Linked DNA regions of Oryctolagus cuniculus: region 1 is linked to region 2. The links are chromatin contacts, called in public Micro-C maps. All regions are on one chromosome and are shown on one strand. Each heading gives the region's core, a stretch centred on a gene start, on an enhancer-like site or on the middle of the called end of the contact. The rest is flanking DNA. Distances are from core to core; before and after follow the strand shown.

The links. A called contact is a pair of places that touch in the nucleus more often than the background predicts.
Region 1: a Micro-C map of ear pinna shows a contact between it and region 2, with 4 times the contacts expected there. The contact joins the promoter of NGLY1 here to the promoter of TOP2B in region 2. A contact is called at or near these places in 3 of 6 Hi-C or Micro-C datasets (ear pinna, psoas muscle and an unstated tissue).

What each region holds. Positions count from the first base shown.
Region 1 is chr4:161,886,186-161,890,955 of mOryCun1.1, forward strand. It overlaps NGLY1 (N-glycanase 1), which reads right to left and starts at 2,936. Exons shown (of 12, transcript XM_051818511.2): 1 at 2,769-2,936. The coding sequence starts at 2,917. It overlaps OXSM (3-oxoacyl-ACP synthase, mitochondrial), which reads left to right and starts at 3,677. Exons shown (of 5, transcript XM_070072879.1): 1 at 3,677-4,416.
Region 2 is chr4:161,756,957-161,761,905 of mOryCun1.1, forward strand. TOP2B (DNA topoisomerase II beta) reads right to left here and starts at 3,071. Exons shown (of 36, transcript XM_051818505.2): 1 at 2,379-3,071. The coding sequence starts at 2,444.

The DNA.
Region 1 (4,770 bases), core at 1,686-4,185, 130 kb after region 2:
AGGATTTAAATCCACTGGTGTGATTATAAAGTTTATAATAACTCACGCAAGGTATCAACAAGCTTACCAATCCTCAATTAACTACCCTCTATCCTCAATTTATCCAGGTGTCAGAGTTCTTTCGATTATTTTGTCTACTATAGCTCTACTCCATGCATCCAGTGATTAGAACTGCCAATTCCTGCCTATACTGCCTGTCTCCAATCCATCTGCATTTATGAGTATATAATAGCTTTACAACTGGAATCAATGTCATGTGTCTTACTACTATTCTGCATGAAGCATTCTCATTTTATGCTTCTCTTTGACCTTAGAAACTGTGATCTTGGAGATCATGTCAGATATACAGTCTCTGCTACTCCACCAACTGGTCCTATCTCATCAAACTTCTATTCTCAAAACTGTACCATGTCAGGTCCTCTTGCTATCTCCTCACATAAACACGCATGCACTTAAATACTCTCATGGAATTGTCCATAGAGGACATGACGTTGCCCCTTTTCATAACTGTGTGTTTTTACAAAACAGATTTATATTCTTTGGATAAATAAGCCACTTTTCCATTGCTGGCTCTTCCCTATCACTAGCCAGTGCAGTTTATCATCAATAATTGTGTGCAGTGTACAAAGGAAATTAGTGAAAAATCAGGATATCTTTTAAAGAATAAATGGAACAAATGCTCTACAAACCCCTATAGAATGTCAATGAAACTGCTACAAATTTTGGGGAAAGTAGATACCATAGAGGACAGGTCATTTTATCTAAGAGTCAGTGAACAGAAAAAAAGGTTCAAATCCATGACATATTATGCCTGCAAATTAGCACGTATTTTATTCTATAATTACACTGATGGCTATCAGTTGGAGGATAGGCTAAATATCATCCAAAGCATACATTTAAAACTGAACCAAAAGTATTACTTTTGAGATTCAGTGTGTACAGTGACAAGTACTGGTGCTTAATAAAAACCTGATGAAATTCTCACTTCAGCACTCATTCTAGGAAACTGTATGTCATTTCCTGAGGTAAGAGCAAGGGACAGCAAACCAAAACCCTTTACACAATCCCTTACCTCTAATGCTAGATTGCCCCGAACAGCGTGGGGAACAGACAATCTTGAGCTTCTGTATTTTGCAGTTAGCTCAGCAGATCTGTAAGGTCAAGTGGTGGGAGACGCGGAGGGGATCTGAGGCTTTCCTGTAGGAAGCTGGCAAGCCTCCACATCCCCACCCGCTGTCTCACTGTCCCCCAGCCTGAAGGGGTTTGAACTCTGAGAATATGACGTTAGGGACACTATCAGCTAAGAAAAACTAAAAAGTGCAGTTTTCAATACCATCTCCAATTATCTGAGTTCCAAATTCATAATTCCCCTTTTAGATAGAAACTCTTGAACATCAGAATCAAGCCACAGTAAAGACAGTACATGGACTGATTCCATACCAAGAATCTTTCAGTTTACCAAACATTCAAAATGATTACCATGCACACAGTCATTCGCATGCAAAGGTTTCCTTCCGCAAAACACCCTGGTTCCACTGGCCGGGAAGCAGGAGTGAATCCTCATCACAAGGCCACCCGCCTTCTCTGAACAGCAGGGTTAAAACAGTTTGATGGCTGGCTTTCCAGGCTGGAAGACCAAGCTGATGGCCTCGGGAGAACACAGCCTATAAATTCGCTCACAGCAGCCACGGGCACCTGCGAACTCGGAAGGGCCGTATGGCCTCCAAGGGTAGGCAAGGTGAGTTGAGAAGGTGTCACAGAGAAGGAGGGTGGTCCTCACCTAGGTCACAATTCTCTGGCTGTGAACAGTCCACGTGCTGCATCTCTCACAGCTCCTGGCACATAATAAGGGGGTAACAGCTTGTCCCTTCAGTGTACTTTCAAAATCATTAACTTTACCTAAATAAACAATGCTGCTGCCATGGGTTTAAAAACTGCACTTGCAATTGCTCTAAAAATTGGGTCACATAGTGCCTACAGCCTTGAAAGTGAACTTTTAGACTTCATGCCAATCCACACACCGCTTAGAAGAGGAAGACGCGCCAGAACCTGCACAAGTGTGACCCAAGAGGGAACTCCATGGAAGCACCTGGAACTCCAGTCCCTTCCCCTAAAGCCATGTCCCTCCTGAAGACACACGGCCTGATTTGAAGAGTTGGGAGTGGCGGGGGTGGAGCATGACAATAATCAACCTTGCCTGACAATTCCCCCAACGGGTAAGGTCTCCTCCAAGGTGACAACCTTCACTAATTCTTAAAGGATCGCACTGCAAAGTGGACTCTAGATATTAATATATAAAGTGTAACTGAAGCACCATGGTTAATATTGCAACCAACAAACATGGGCAGAAAAAAAAAAAAAAAGCCCAAACCATGTGAAGCCCACCCCTTCCTAAACAGGAGCAGAAAGTAGTCCTGAGACGTTCAATCGGTCGCGGACCGCGCTGTGACAAGCGGCTGCACCTGCCAGCCACGCCGCTGGCACCGCCGCCCGGGCACTGAACACAGGCGAACCCCAGGCCGAGGCGCGGCGGGTCACCTGGGCGGCCGCCAGCAAACGCCCGGTCACACCTGCGAAGGCACTCGCTCTTCTCACGGCGCTGCGGCCTGGCCGGCGGAGCTGGAAGCTGAGCCGGGGCCACCCTCGGGCCCGGGCCCCTCCGGGCCTCGCCGCCTGCGCGCGGCCGGGGTCGGCGCCCCTCAGCCCCGGGCCGAGCAGGCGCCGCGGCCCACCCGCCCCGGCCCCCCGCCGGCCCTGCGGCCCCACACCTGAGGATGTTATCGGCGTAGGTGAGCAGCAGCTTGGAGGCCTCCAGAAAGGTCTCTGGGGTGTTCTGGCAGAGCTCGGCCACGGCCGGGGACGCCGAGCCCGAGGAGCCGCCCGGCGCCGCCGCCGCCGCCGCCGCCGCCGCCGCCATGCCCGAGCGCGCGCGTCCCGCACTGAGCAGGCGCCTCCGCGGCGCGGCCGCCGCCGCCGCTGCCCGCTAGGGGCGGTGTCCGGCCGGGGCGGGGGCGGGGCGCGGGCCGGAGGGACGGCGGTGTCCGGCCGGGGCGGGGTCGCGGGGCTCCTCGGGCGGGGCGGGGGCCGGAGGGACGGCGATGTCCGGCCGGGGCGGGGGCCTGCGGGGCGGGGGCGGGGCGCGGGCCGGAGGGACGGCGGTGTCCGGCCGGGGCGGGGGCCTGCGGGCGGGGGCGGGGCGCGGGCCGGAGGGACTGCGGTGTCCGGCCGGGGCGGGGCCTGCGGGGCGCGGGCCGGAGGGACGGCGGTGTCCGGCCGGGGCGGGGGTCGCGGGGCTCCTCAGGAGGGGCGGGGGCCTGCAGGGCCGGGGAGGGGGGTGGGAGGGGCTCGGGCCGGAGGGACGGCGGTGTCCGGCCGGGGCGGGGGCGCGGGGCTCCTCGGGAGGGGCGGGGGCCTGCGGGGCGGGGGAGGGGCGGGGGCCGGAGGGACGGCGGTGTCCGGCCGGGGCGGGGGCCTGCGGGGCGGGGGCGGGGCGCGGGCCGGAGGGACGGCGGTGTCCGGCTGGGGCGGGGGCCTGCGGGGCGGGGGGCGGGCCGGAGGGACGGCGGTGTCCGGCCGGGGCGGGGGCGCGGGGCTCCTCGGGCGGGGCGCGGGCTGGAGGGATGGCGGTGTCTGGCCGGGGCGGGGGCCTGCGGGCGGGGGCGGGGGCGGGGCGCGGGCCGGAGGGACGGCGGTGTCCGGCCGGGTCGGGGGGCGCGGAGTGCAGGTGTGGGCTGCGTCCGAGAGGGTCCGGGGAACTCGGCTTCCTCAGCGCCGAGTGCCAGCCGCCGGGACCCGGCCGCGAAGGTGGAGAGGCCGCTTCTGGTTCCTTGTCGTCACCACCAATAAAACACTGTTATGGCCTCTGTGCCCAGGCGGTGCTAGACAGATAGTAGCCATGGATGAAAAAGACCCCCAGAAGGAACGACCCCGGAAGGAACGAGCAACAGCCGTCCAAAAAAAAAGGAGCTTGGCCGTCAGCCCTGACGGGTTCCTGGTTATGCAGATTCTGAAGTCGGTTAAGTCCCGGCTCAGATAATAGGATTCAGTAAAGGAGTGTTTTGTAAACTTCAGGAGCCACGCGTCAGTGGGATGTGGTGGCCAGCATGAAACACATCCACAATAATAGTAGGATGTGGGGGGAGGGCCAGAGAATCAACATTTGCATCCCACACAGCAAGGGTGCTATTTCGGGACGGATCATGCTTTTAGTGTCTTGACTTCATGTTTTTCAGATACCTTATTTGCCTAAGAAGCCTCTTTAAATCTTCTCGATGCTTCATCTTATGTTGACTTTGAGGATTTAAAATTCTCTTCAGTGTCTGAGCGAAATTGTGAGCTGTGCAGTCCATTTCTGCTACCATTCATCTGCCAGATGATAACTTTTTGTACTAGCTTCAAGAATAGTGTGTTCAACAGGTAGTATGTGGTGAGCTGCTGTAACTAAAATTTTTGGTGGCTTAACGAATAATTCCTTTCTGGCTCACCTAAGAGTTTGATAATGCAGGTGTCATTAGTCATTAGTGGGCCCAGGCTTCTTCCATTCTTAGAACAGGAGCCAACAAACGTTTAAGAGCCAGAGAGTAAATGTTTTAGGCTTTGCAGGACTTAGGGCCTGCCTTTATTTAACTCTGCCTCTGCATTTGTAGCTCCATAGAATAAGCGAGTGTGGTTTTGTTCTGACATTTTATTTACGGACTTGCAGCCTGCTGGATTTGTCCTACAGGCGTAGTTTGCTAACTCTTGCCATAGGCCTCTGAGACTTCTTCGTTT
Region 2 (4,949 bases), core at 1,821-4,320:
AATCCCAAACAGATCAAATGAGTTACTAAAAAGAAAAATTAATGCCAATCTTAAACCTCTTTGCTCTATGGTTCCAGGTAGTGAAAAAGTAAACTTTGTGCAATGACAATGTTTAACACATGCTGGTACACAGCCCAACGGAAGTTAACAACCAGCAACACATGGCATTCAACCCACTCCCATCCACCCAGAATATATAGGACTATTCCATTTTTATTTCTGTCATCCACAAGCAGGTGGCAACCTAACACCAGCTTCAATAAAGCAAAGTTACCCCTCTTGCAAAACAGATGATTACTGCAATAAACCCTGAACTCTTGGAAGGGAAAAATTTTTTCACTGCAGCTAAGAGCGATTTTTGTAAAAGCAACTGTGATGTATCATTTCAGAGTGTGCAATTCTTGAATTTTGCCAATTATAACATTTATTAAGCCTGGCCCTGTGCTACCTTATCTAATTTCTCATTGTAACCTTATTGGATGAAGAAAGAAGCTTAAAAAGGTTAGGTTCCTTGCCAAAAATCCCACCAACAGGACACGTTGGACATATGATCTGAACCTATATTAATCAGAGCCCATAGCTATTTCATTATATTGCCTCCTAAAGAATTAAGCCAATCTGTGGTCACCAAAGTATATTATGGACATTAAGATGCTCATGTAAACTAAAATTTAAAGTAAGCATCAAATCTTAACGAAAACTTACAAAGGTGATTTCCTAAGTAAACTTCCTATTCAATAACATATACCCTCAAATAAATCATATTTCTCCATTTTACTGTATACCCCATGTCAGTTTTACAGCAAAAAAAAAAAGGTCAATTTTAGTTTCAAATGGCTTTCCTAATGTTGACTGAGACTATTCATGTTTTGCTAAATTTCTTCTGTAAATGAAAGTTTCCTATTGAGCTTGAAAGAAAAAGCAGTCATGTAATTATTTACAAAGTTAAGAGTTAAAATTAAAATATTGCTATCATGTTAAAACAAATTCAACCTTGCAGCAAAATGTTTATCATTATAAATCAAAGGGTCCTCAGAGAAGGCATGGATCAGGCCTCAACACTTTTCCAAATAGTCAAGGAAAGTTCAGGATACCATCTGGCTAACTAACTCCATTGCACATCTCATTTTAGTAAGGGGTTAAGGACCACCAATTTCAGAAAAGCTCTCTTCTGCAGATACCACCACCACCACCCCTTCCCCCAGGTTCACATGGACCACAACTTACTGACATTTTCTCTTCTGGCTTTAGTCAGTTCATACTTTCACACGACAGTCTTGAAGTAATATAAAAAATTCAGAAACATTCAACCATAGAGCCTGGCAACTTATTTCGCGAAGTACACCGGGACACACTTAAATGATGAAAATGTTTTTCTGCCACTAACAACCCTGTTTACAAGGGACAATTCACCCTAGACTCACCCAAAGACAAAAGGAAAATGAATGTAGTAATCCAAATGCCAACAGAAGTTCACTTGGGGTGTTTAAAAGGCCGGGGAGGTAACTCCATTGAAAGCCCTGAGTAGCAGTCAGGCAGCTTCGCTGCAAGTGTTGTGTGTGTAGGAAGTGACCCTGGTCTGAACTCCACGCTGAGCGCGTGAAACGCCAGCGAATTATCGATCTGCCGTGGGAATCCGGCCTCTCCAGTTCTTCCACTCGCCGCAGGAACCGAGCGCCGAAATCCTTGACCTACAGCCCCACGCGCTCGGGTCTGGTCGCCTCGGCCCCCACCCGCTTCACCTGAACCGCTGACGTAGGTAAGCGCTTCTTTGAATAATCCCACCCTGACAGATGGACAGAGCACCGCACATTAACCGCTGCGATGCCGTGACCCGGAGCCCTCGCCATCCTTGAGATCGCCCAAACTCCAGTGCCGACTGCTCGAGACGTCCAACCCCATTCTCTGAGACTGGAGCGCCAGCGATGGTTTCCTTTGGCGCGCGCACACACACACACACCCCTCATTCTCCCCGATTTTCCTGCTCCACCTTTGGAGAAAGCGCCGACCCACCCACACAGGCACTATGGCTAGCCCCACTGCCCTAGGAGCTAGGAAGAGAGAGAGAGAGGAGGCGGGGGCTACACGTTGTGTGATGGTGGATCCCCCCACACCACCCCCCAAAGTTTCAAGTGCACGCCTCGTTCTGCAGCCTGAGCTTCCGGAGAGGTAAGAGAAGGAATGCAGGAAGAAAAGAAAAAAAAAAAAAAGGCGCGGGGGGCTCTGCAGACGGGATTGCCCCCCTTCCTCCCCTCCCCCCACGGATCGGCCCCGCAGATTCCACCCCCTCCCCCGCGACCACCACCACCCCCACCGCGGGCCGCGAACAAAGCGGCGGCCGGGACGCCCGCCCCCCCCCGGGGGGGCCCGCCACTCACCACCCAGGTCAGCGCCCCGCCGCCCGCGCCGGCTCCAGCGCCGCCGCCGCCGCCCGACTTGGCCATGGCGGGCGCCTCCCGCTCACAGGCCCCGAAGCCGCGGCCGCCGCTCCCGCCTCCCTGCGGGCCGCTGGGCCCCGCCGCTCCGCACCGACCGCTCCGCTCGCCGGGCTCCTAGCCGCGCCGGCCCCAGCGCCCCATCGCCGAGACCCGGAGCGGACGTGCGGCCGAGCCCGCCGAGGAGGCCGCGCCGCCAGCCGCCGTCAAACTCGAGGCGCGGCGGCCGCGTCGCTCGGGCCTAGCGCGGCGCCTGAGGAGGAGGCGGAGAGAAAGCGGGAAGCGGCCGGCCGCGGCGCTGCCTCTTCCGCGGGCCCCACAGCCAGCAGGGCCTAAGCCCGGAGGCTCGAGCTGCGCAAGGGCGCCCGGACGTGGCGGGGACGCAGGGGCGCCTTGTCCTCCTCGCTCTCCGCCAAGGCCACAGCTCCGGTCGCCGGAGTCCTCGGCGCGGTCGCCGCCACGGCCTCAAAGGCGGCGTCCGACAGCCGCGCTGCACTCTCGGCCTCTCCACACGCACACAGCGAGAGGGACAATAAACAGAGCCGTCGCCGCCACGGTCGCCTCCCTCTAGTCCGGCATAACACCGCACACACACATTCGCGCACCCGGGTGGGGAGGGCGGGCGGGCGCGGCGGCAGCCCCCGCTGTCCATCAACTCCCCGCCGTCCAATCGGAGCCTTGTCGCCACTACCTCTCGACCAATCCCAAAATTCCAAGCCCCCCGGAGGGGCGGGACCCCGAGGGGGAAACGTCATTGCGGGTAGCAACCGAAAGGCAGACTTGAGGTTTTTTTGTTTGTGTGTATGTGTGTGTATGTGTGTGTGTCTGCTGTGGGTTTCCATTTGAAGGGGCAGCAGGGGCTGCTGTCAGGGGTCATTTGAGGGCGGCCAAGGCAAAGGGGCGAAGTGGCCTCGAGGCGACGGTAATCCTCCGAGCGCGCTGTTTACTCCAACACCCGGCCCGGGCGCCCAGGCGTTTCTTTGCCAGGGGCCCGCTAGGGCTGGGGGTGGGGCAGAGGGTGGGGGTGGCAGGAGGAAGCCGGGGGGCGGGAGGGGGAGTGTCCCAGCGGGAAATTATTTTTAAAGAGCGGTTGTAAACCGCAAGCGAGACGTTGTAGGGCACTGGTGCAAGGAGGGCCCCGTGACCCCAGCCTCCCCAAGGCCTCACATGGACACTGCTGTAGAAAGACATGACTCAGACCACCTCCTCCCTCCCCCAAAAAAGGATATGGTCCCAAGAAAACTGCACAGAGAGACGCGCCGAGAGCGTTCCAGGAACAGAATGCGGGCCCGGGGGGCCCGGGGTGAGCGTTCTGTTTCTACTTGACCGTGCTCGCTTCTGAGCCATGCGGAGATGTCACTGTCACTTTTCTTTCTCCAAGACCTTTAAGAAGGGACGCTGCATTTCAGCTACATTCAGCGGAATTCTCAAACGCACACTGAGGAATAAATCTATTCGCATTTAAGCTTTCTAAGAACGAACATTTCCCGTATAGCAACACCAAAGCCTTTGGCACATGGAAGAAGGCGTCTCTTCGTCCTGCTCTTCAAGTGTAATTCCATTAAACCAGTATTTGTTGGACACACACCTGCACCCTATGCCAAGCTCTACAATGGGTTCAAAATGAGAACAGTGCCCGATCTCAAGTCATTGATAATCTGGCTTGTTAAGAGACTCCAAGGGCGTTATCCATAGCCAAAATTAGTACTTGAGGGCTTGAAGAGCTACCTAAGAGCTGTGAAAGGAGAGCTTTAGATCAAGTACTTCTGCTTTGTGAAAAGGTGTTATTTGTGACTGTCTCGTCCAACTGTTCACTTCCTCTCAAGGGAAAACCGAAGTGGCTCAGGTTACATCTTTCAACTGCATTCTGAGTCCAGAGGTGCGGAATTCTGAAACATGGAAATAAACCAAGTTTTTCTTAATTAGCTCTCTAGTGGCCATGAATTTTGGGGACTTTGGTTGAGAACAGTGGGACCTTTCTTTACCTTGAACTTGGGGTACAAGCTGTAAATCTGACCAGGGTCTATTCTGGGCTGAGAGCCTCACCAACTAGCATCCATTGCCTTGTAATGTAAGTTCCCCACACCTCAACGTGTGCCTTGTTACAATGAGGACTTTCACTCTTGCATTTACTGCGACTTTAACATCTACAAATTCATATATGTTTTATGTTTAAAAAGAGTTAAACAATTTTTAAGGTTGTGAGGTTTTCATGAAAACACGCATAGAAAAATCCAAGTCATAGTCTATATAGCTGTCTTTTTAAAACAATTTCAGTTTTCAAAGCTTTTCACCTTCAAATTTGGAATAGAATATTCAAAAGTCAAACAGGTTCATGAAAATTATGTCCCTGTCACTTGCCAAATGAGGCATTGACTTCTTTAGCCAAAGTATGAAGAAACCCTATAACAAATGTTCCTTCCTAACATTGACTTACCTAAAAGAATCACAAATAAATGAGATTGAATATACATGCAAATAAATTTTAAAACAGGCTTATGATGAATGGTAGAT